Linked DNA regions of Gossypium hirsutum: region 2 is linked to region 1. The links are chromatin contacts, called in public Hi-C maps. All regions are on one chromosome and are shown on one strand. Each heading gives the region's core, a stretch centred on a gene start, on an enhancer-like site or on the middle of the called end of the contact. The rest is flanking DNA. Distances are from core to core; before and after follow the strand shown.

Region 1 (4,352 bases), core at 568-3,067:
CAATCAACCTTTGCTACGGATTAACATAAAACATATAGCACTATCAATAATCAACCAATTCACATTCAATTAACAATTTATACAAAATTTATAATCTATTCAATTTAGTCCTTAAAATCGAGACTAACATATTCAATTTAAAGCTTCAAATTGGATTCTGATTTCACTATTATACATTAGGGACCTCCCATTTATTGTTTTTATAGTCATTTTTACATTTTATTCAGTTTATTCCTTAATGTACTAAACTATCAATTAAGCTTTACAATTTAATCCTTCTCACATCTAAGCATAAAATCTATCAATTTAACACCTAAAACTTCAAGAATTCAATAATGAAAACTTTCTAAAACATTAACAGCTTTACAAATTGGTACATGAGTTAGCTAAATCAAGTTCCCATGACCTCAAATCTATAAAAATTCAAGAAAACAACCAATGACTACTTGAATTTCGAAGTTAAAAGCTTGGAGCCTTAAGAATGGCATATCCCTAATTGTCTTCATGTTTTACGATTTTACCATAGATTTGAGCCCCTTTACTTTACTAATTGAATAATAATAAATTAGCTTTTATTTAATTTTTGTTCTACTTTTTTTTTGAAGCTAATTTATTATTATTCAAACAAATGTTTTAGTTATAATGTGGTGTACTACTAATTATGCACTCGGGTAATATTATTAATTTAATGTTATATAGTACTAATTATGGTTTGGAAGCAAATTTAGTATTTTTAATCTTTGTTTTTTTTGTGTCTTTATAATACAATCAGGAATCATTTATTCGCTTTGATTGTTTTCAATTTATGTATGTTAGTGTTCTAGCTTAATAATTAAGTAATATTATATATTTAATTTGATATATTTGTATATTATATTATATCTATTAATATATGCAATAACAATGTAAAATATAAATTTATAGATATAAAATAAACTCAATTAAACAATGAAAATATAAGAAAATCTTAAATGTATATTTGTTTAATTGAAAACAACTTTTATGAAATATTTTCAAGAAATCTGACAAATAACAGAAAATATTTTACACAAATTCGTCCAAATACTAGAAAATATTAGTTTTTCTAGAAATATAAGTCATTTTCCTAAAGCCATTTTCAGTGAAACAAATGGAGCCTTAATTTTTATAGGTGATTTAAATCCTAAAAGTTTAGTTAATTTATGGTTGTCCACAAATTTTGAATTAAATGATGTTATTAATAATAAAAATAGAAATAGAAATTAAAAATATCATTAACAATAAAATATTTATATTGAGAATTTAAAATAAACTAAATAAAATAACAATTGAAAATGATTTTTTATGATTTTATATATTATAAGTCAATCAATTTAAATTTATAATAATTTATAATATTTTCTTAAAAAAATTCTAATAATTATAAATTTTATAATAAATTTAAGCCGATTATATAAGTTATTTAAATTTAATGTAATTTTATTTTAAAATTAAAAAAAACTTTATACATCATTCCTCAAACCTAAAACATATAAATAACTTAAATATAAAATTATCTCACTCAATATGATGTGTATTAAATTTAAACTTAAATTATTAAATATGAAATAATTATTATTTGAAAAAAATAGAAAAGCCGAAATAATTAAAATAAAATTGGCTCGAAATTAAAATAATTCAAATTTAAAATTTACTTAAATAATTAAAAAATAACTTGAATTTCAAAACTGGAATTAACCAAACTTAAATTAACCATATTTAAAACAGCCCAAGTGACTGTTCTAATTACATCAAAATTATATAAATTTAACTTCTAATTGTTAGTATTTTCTTCAAATAAAATTACAAATCAAAAAAGATTTTTTTTCCCCGAAATTTCCTTGAAAAATTCCCGACCCACTCTCTTCACATCCCCCGCCAAACAAGCCTCTCACCACCACTCTGTCCCAGCCTCGTCTTCTCTCCCTCCCATTTTGCCCCCGTCCCTCCGCCTCCTCCGCCGCCTCCAGTCTCCTTCTTCTCTTGCCTTCAAGTTTCCGGCAACCTAGCTAAAGACCAGAAAATTAAACAAGGTAATTTTCGAAACCCTAAACTTAACTTGAAGATTGATTTCAACTCCGAGTTATCCGATTTTGTGGTATGGCTCGGTTTGTGTTCTCTGGTCTCTGCCTCTGCCTCTGCATCACTCTGCTATATTTGATTTTTTTTTTGTTTTCGATCCTACTCCTCGTTACTCTGTCTCATCATATTCTCTCCCTGTTTACTTCGGTGAGAAGAACTTTTTTTGAAAGGTATCGATTTAGCGACTCCGCTATTTCCCGTTACTCTGCTATTGGTGGCCGTGATCCGCCGCTATTGACGTGAAATTTGTTCACACCGGTATTGAGGTTTTTAGCTGTGTGGGACGGCGAAATAGCGGCCGGGAGACCGTTTGCTAACAAATATATGCTGGGTGCTGTCCTAAGATTGGCTCTTTCCGAGGATAATTGATTCTATTTGGTCCTTTATGAGGATGGATTTAATGCTCATGCTCAGAGCCTGAAACTCTCAATTAAACTTGCAATTTTGCCTTTTATTCCTTAAACAACATTATATGACCTAATCTCATTTTTGTGCCCACAGCAGGGTCGGTCAATGATAAAATGAGCCGACCAACAACCCGTAGTAAAAATAAAAGACACAGACAGGTGGAGAATGATGATACAACTACTGAAATATTAAGGTACTAGCTATTTTTTATTTAAGACTCAGTAATATTTTATTTGTTCTTTTTCCTCACGGGGGTGCTTGGGAAGCTGCTAAGCTTTATATTGGTGTTCTTTTTGAATCTTTCTTCCCCTTGTGCAGGAAAATTCACCTGACAGGTGAAATAACTGATGATGATGTAAATCAGCTGTACATGATCACAAAACCGGTTTGTCAAGGCTGTCGTGTGAATACTAAGGACGACCCGAATTGTTTTTGTGGGTTGATTCCACCTCCTAATGGCAGTCGGAAAGCTGGCTTATGGCAGAAAATGTCGGATATTATTCAAGCTCTTGGTCCAGATCCATGTAAAGATCTCCGTGCTTCTGCTTACTCACCTGCAGGTCTTACGAATCTGGGGGCAACATGCTATGCTAACAGCATTTTACAGTGCTTGTACATGAACAAATCATTTCGACAAGGTGTTTTCTCTGTTGAACCTGATGTTTTGAACCGACATCCTGTCTTAGATCAACTTGCACGACTTTTTGCGCAGTTGCATGCTAGTAAAATGGCTTTCATTGACTCTGCCCCTTTTATAAAAACACTCGAGTTAGATAATGGAGTTCAACAGGATAGCCATGAATTTCTGACCTTACTTTTTTCTTTGCTTGAGCGTTGTCTAAGTGATTCTCAAGTTTCCAAAGCGAGGACAATTGTTCAAGATCTCTTTCGAGGAAGTGTATCTCATGTTACAACGTAAGATCAATCTCATCAGTGCTAGTTTGCAAATTATGATTTTCTATTTTGCATTTGGCATTATTGCTATATTTATTCTTTTACTTGGTTTGATATGTTTTGGAGACTTATAAGATGGTCATATATGATTCAAACCTTGATGCCTGCCTCTAATATAACTAAATAACGAATTGTGATTGACTTTTAAGAAAAAAGAACTAATTAACCTAAAAGGGAGGAAAACTGAGAGGTAAAGAAAACCCACTCTTCAATATCAAGGGAAAAATTTTAGTGCACTCTGGAAGCTTTCAAGAGATATCATTGTGCCATTTAATACTACCACTTGCTTACATTTGTTCAGAAGTGGATTATTCCTCCACGAATGCTCTTTTCTTGTTGCCTTATTTCAAATAATTCCTTCAATGTCAGCTTGCTTTTAGTCTAGGTTTCTGTCATGCTTGAGCTAGCATTAGGCATCTACTAGTACAAACCTCCAGTATTATAGCAGCTGCCTCATGTAAACATTTCAATCATCTACTAGTTGCAACCACTTTTCATTGTGAGGTTATTTGTTAGTGTCTTGGTAGTTTTGCTGTAGCAATTTGTAGAAGAATGTATTTTATTTTAGATTTATGTATTATCCTTCATGCATAGGTGCTCAAGATGTGGCAAAGATTCTGAAGCTTCTTCAAAGATGGAAGATTTTTATGAGCTTGAGTTAAATGTCAAGGGCCTCAAAACTCTTGAGGAGAGTTTAACTGATTACCTGAGTGTGGAAGAGTTACATGGCGATAACCAATATTTTTGTGAGTCATGTAACATAAGAGTTGATGCCTCTCGCAGTATCAAGTTGCGGACACTCCCTGATGTGCTTAATTTTCAGCTGAAGCGCTATGATTTCCTTCAAAAGGTAATTGATGGTGTATTGGGTATCATTTTGCTTTTTGCTT
Region 2 (4,352 bases), core at 1,233-3,732, 160 kb before region 1:
TCCTCAATCCTTTAAAGATAAAAAGTTAAGAAATGCCACTAGAGTTTGAGTGAAGTTGCATCAGAGCTGGAGAGAGAGATTCATTCAAAGTTTCAAACAATAGCAAATAGCCAAATAGAGATGATGCCAAATGGGACCCACAATCATCTAGTATTGAAGATCCCATAGCCAGCCAGCAAAGAAGTAAATCCCGGGGGAGTGTAGAAGCAGAAAAACACTGAGGCAGACCCAGAAAACACCTCAACACAAAAAGAAAAAGAAAAAAAAAGCATGAATTTTTAGCAGAGTTCTTGGAATGATTTCTCAACAAAATTTATAGACATCATCTTAAGCTTCTTCTTTCCTAACAGAAAGGACTATATAGCATATATAAAGCAAAGAAAACCAACGTAGAATGTAGAAAAACGGAAACGAACTTATCCAAATCCAAGAGGCTGAGGGCGTTGCCCAATTAAAAACAGTAGCACTGAAGTCCAAACAAACTAAACATTCTTGATCTCAGTCTCCTCACATAAAAGCTACATCCTTGTGGTACTTAGCTCCTGCTGCGATGGCGGTCCCTTACACCATTTCTGCACCAAATTCAGTAGAAATATTTCATGCTCATATATCATAAAGCAAAAGGCCACACAATGCAAAAGTAAATTAAGACAAGCATGGCAGTAAGCATGATCAAATGTATAGGGCAAAGGACGGATAACAAAATCTCAACCGGTTCCTAGTATGAAGTTTATTGATGAAAAAGATTACTACAAGGCCCATTCAGCTCTTGTATAAAGTTTAAGGATCTTCACCCATTAGCATATGGCACTTCCTCGCGACCGCGGTATTGGGGAGACTTGCTGTAGTTACGCCCACGCGGAGAGAGACTGCGGCGTCTTGGGGACCGTCCACGAGGACTGTAGCTTCTGCATCAAATTGCTAAGTGTCATCCAATCACATACAGATAACAGACTTCAATCAATCATAAAGATAATCAAAAGATAATCAATGTTAGCATAGGAGGCCTTACCTGCGACCATAGCTTGGGCTCCTACGATATCTAGGGCTGCGGCTGCGATGTCTTCCAGAACCACCACGTGTGCGGCATTCTCGAGCAAAATGACCAGGCTCACCACATTCATAGCACTTCAAATCAGAACCACCAGAGCGTCCACGACCGCCACCGCCACCACCACCACCTCCGCCTCCACGTCCACCTCTGCCTCTAGAGTTATGAGAAAGCTCAACTCTCCAGCCATTCTTGCCTGTTCCAAATACAGGGAATAGATTGCGACTCTCAAACTAAACTCATGCTCATTAAAGATGCCATTATGAAAAAGAAAACAGGGGCTTGCTTTTAGATGGATGAAAGAGATAAACACTATGATCCTGCCAACAAATTTTACAGACTGCCGCATTAATATAAAACTAAACAGTCAAGAACAATAGAAAAACAAATTGTATAGGGAAAAAAAAGCCAATTACATATTTTATTTGGTCAGGGTAAAGACCAAAGGTCTTGAGCAAATATGGGCAACATTTGCAACATAGTTTGTGATCTAACAGCATAAACAAACTTCCTCCACAAAATAGACATGAAGATGCGGACATGGAAAAATATGTTCTTTGTAAAGCTCATCTGATTCTGAATAAACATAGACTTCAAGGGGCGTACCAAAATTATAATTTTCATTATAAATCTTTCTTATCAATTAGGAAAGAGAAACCCCATAACCAATGTGTTATCTTTTATTACATGAAAGGCTAGTATTCACAGGTAACTAGACAAAACATTTAGGATGCAATAAATGTCATCTTCATAAAAAAGAAGAAATTGTTGGAATACCATCTAATTCACGAATGGCATCCTCAGCATCTCTGTGATCATCAAAGTCAATGAAAGCATAACCAGGAGGCCTCCGAGCAACCCATACACTAAGGGCGGGAAAAGAAAGAACATCAAATGAAAAGGTCAGCATTTGGAGTATTATGAAAACCCGAATCATGTTAAAAGCAAGAGAGCAAACAAGGTTATACCTCCGAATAACTCCAAAGACACGAAACTCATCTTCAAGATCCCGCTCCGAAACTCGTGGGTCTAGGTTACCCACGTACACGCGAGACATCGTGTGTGTTTTTTTTTTTTGGGGGGGGGGGTTCAAAAGAAACCTACGAAATAATTCTCACGTCATTCATGTTTCAATTCAACACCCAACAAATCAACCAGAAAAAGGGTGTTCCCAGATTTTATATGTATGTATATATATCAAACAAACCAAATCAAGATTCAGAAAATATAAAAGAAACTTGAAAATCAAATTAATTTGCAATTCCTGACGATATTTAGAGAAGGAAGAGCGAAAAGATAGAGAGATCTGAAGCTCACCCTGGTGAACTGCGCCAAAGCAGAAGCAATAGCAGTAGCGGTAGCGAAATCAGCTGCTTCGGCTTTTTGATTTTTAGGGATTTTTTTTAGTATTCTGTTCAATGGCTACTACCCTTGCTTTCATAAGGGTGTTTTTATATTTGGGTTAATTCCATTAAACTTCCTCAAATTATGACTAAAATTTTAAATTAGTCTTTAAATTTTAAAATATTTTAATTGAATCCTCAATGTATAAGTATCCTATTAATCAAGTCATTCTGTCAGTCTAATTATTACATTTACCATTATATGTCAGCTCAAATCTACTTTAAAGGAATTTTAAAATAGAAGATCAAATTGTAAATATGTGTACCTATTTCAAGAACAATTTGAATTTAACATATTTATATATAATAGTCCTCTTAAATTTTATTGACACTATCTATTTTTTTAACAAATTAGATCGAAATTATCTCTAAATATCCTCACATCAGACTCCAATTGACATTCAATTCCTAATTTTATAGCTAAGCTACAATATTAAAACATTTTAAAATTTAAGGATTAATTTAGAATATAAGCAATAGCCTGAGGTCATATGATGGAATTAACCATTATATTATCCCAGATTTTGGAGGGTCTATTTCATCATATGAGATCCAGTCCAAAACAGTATTGGGTCCATTCTATCCTTGCTTGTTATATGGCTTAAAACTAGTATTCAGCCCATAAAAAGATTGCACCCATTGCAAAATTAAAAAAAAAAACAATCTGAAATGTAAAATAAGTACTTACTAATATAAAATTAAAAATTACCAATCAAGAGAGGTCCTTGGTTTTCAGTATCCAGATTCGAGAATCGTGCACAATTATATGTGTAGATCTCTAAATCTTATCATGTGCGATTGTTATAAGTAGATTTTAATTCAGTTAGTTCAGTTAATTTGTTGATTTTAATGTAAATTATATTAGCTTTTAATTTGTTTTTGATGTAATGATTTAATTCTGCATTGTGACTACTAAGGTAATCCATTTGTAACAGTTTGATACTTGTGGTTACTTGAACTTATAGTTATACTTTAATGGCACGTTTGGTTTACTGTAATGGAATAGAGTTAGAATGAAATAAAGTTGTAATCAATAATTCAATTGTTCTATTGAATGGAATAGAACTGTAATATTATTATGGTGTTTGGTTGAATAGAATAGATATTATAAAAGCATAAAGAAAAAAAGTTGAAACGATCGGAGAACTTTTAACAAAATATTTTTAGTTAAATGATTATTGTTATTGTTATTAAAATTTAATATGATTATTATTAAATATAATTTAATAAAAATAATATTATATAATTTAATAACATTCTTAATATAATTATTTTATATTAAATTACATTAAAATATTTCGAACATTTTATTTTTATATTTTTCTGAGTCCAAAATTTAAAGGATAAATCTAAAAATTAATTTTGTTAATTATTCAATGTTGTATGAAATAACTATTCTTTAACGATACCAAATAATAACTATTACGGGAGGACAAAGAATATGAAATGAGTATTACGTTTAACTAAACAAATAAATAATTTACCCTTTATTGAATAAGGGGAGACTGCTATTCTATTCCCCAACCAAGCATGGCGTAATTGTATTATACTTGTTATGTTTTCAAAAGAAATTTAGAAATCAATAATCATTTATTTAAATTTTTTATTTGTAAGTTTTAACAATATTAATATATTTATTTTATTAATTAATAAAAATTAAATTTACGATAACTATTAAAATCATATACGAATAAAAAATTAACGCGTGTTAACATGGAAACAATCACCTTAAATATTTTAATAAAAAAATCCATTAAGAACTCAATTAAATATTTTTAAAGTTGAAGGGTCAATTTAAAATTGGAGTTAGGGGCATTTATAAGAATTAACCATTGTCTCTTTATCTCCGTTGTATTTTTCACTTCTTCCCATAAGCCACAGCGGGGATAGAAAAAGTC

What was found. A called contact is a pair of places that touch in the nucleus more often than the background predicts.
Region 2: a Hi-C map of leaf shows a contact between it and region 1, with 2.7 times the contacts expected there. The contact joins the promoter of LOC107893476 here to the promoter of LOC107893490 in region 1.

Annotation. Positions count from the first base shown.
Region 1 is chrA13:105,467,044-105,471,395 of Gossypium_hirsutum_v2.1, reverse strand. LOC107893490 (ubiquitin carboxyl-terminal hydrolase 26) reads left to right here and starts at 1,817. Exons shown (of 15, transcript XM_041085576.1): 1 at 1,817-2,051; 2 at 2,605-2,701; 3 at 2,827-3,423; 4 at 4,057-4,312. The coding sequence starts at 2,622.
Region 2 is chrA13:105,629,945-105,634,296 of Gossypium_hirsutum_v2.1, reverse strand. LOC107893476 (serine/arginine-rich splicing factor RSZ22) reads right to left here and starts at 2,482. Exons shown (of 6, transcript XM_016818479.2): 1 at 2,369-2,482; 2 at 2,020-2,151; 3 at 1,829-1,917; 4 at 1,013-1,247; 5 at 795-908; 6 at 276-572. The coding sequence starts at 2,108. The coding sequence ends at 536. It overlaps LOC107893477 (exocyst complex component EXO70A1), which reads left to right and starts at 4,313. Exons shown (of 2, transcript XM_041085583.1): 1 at 4,313-4,352.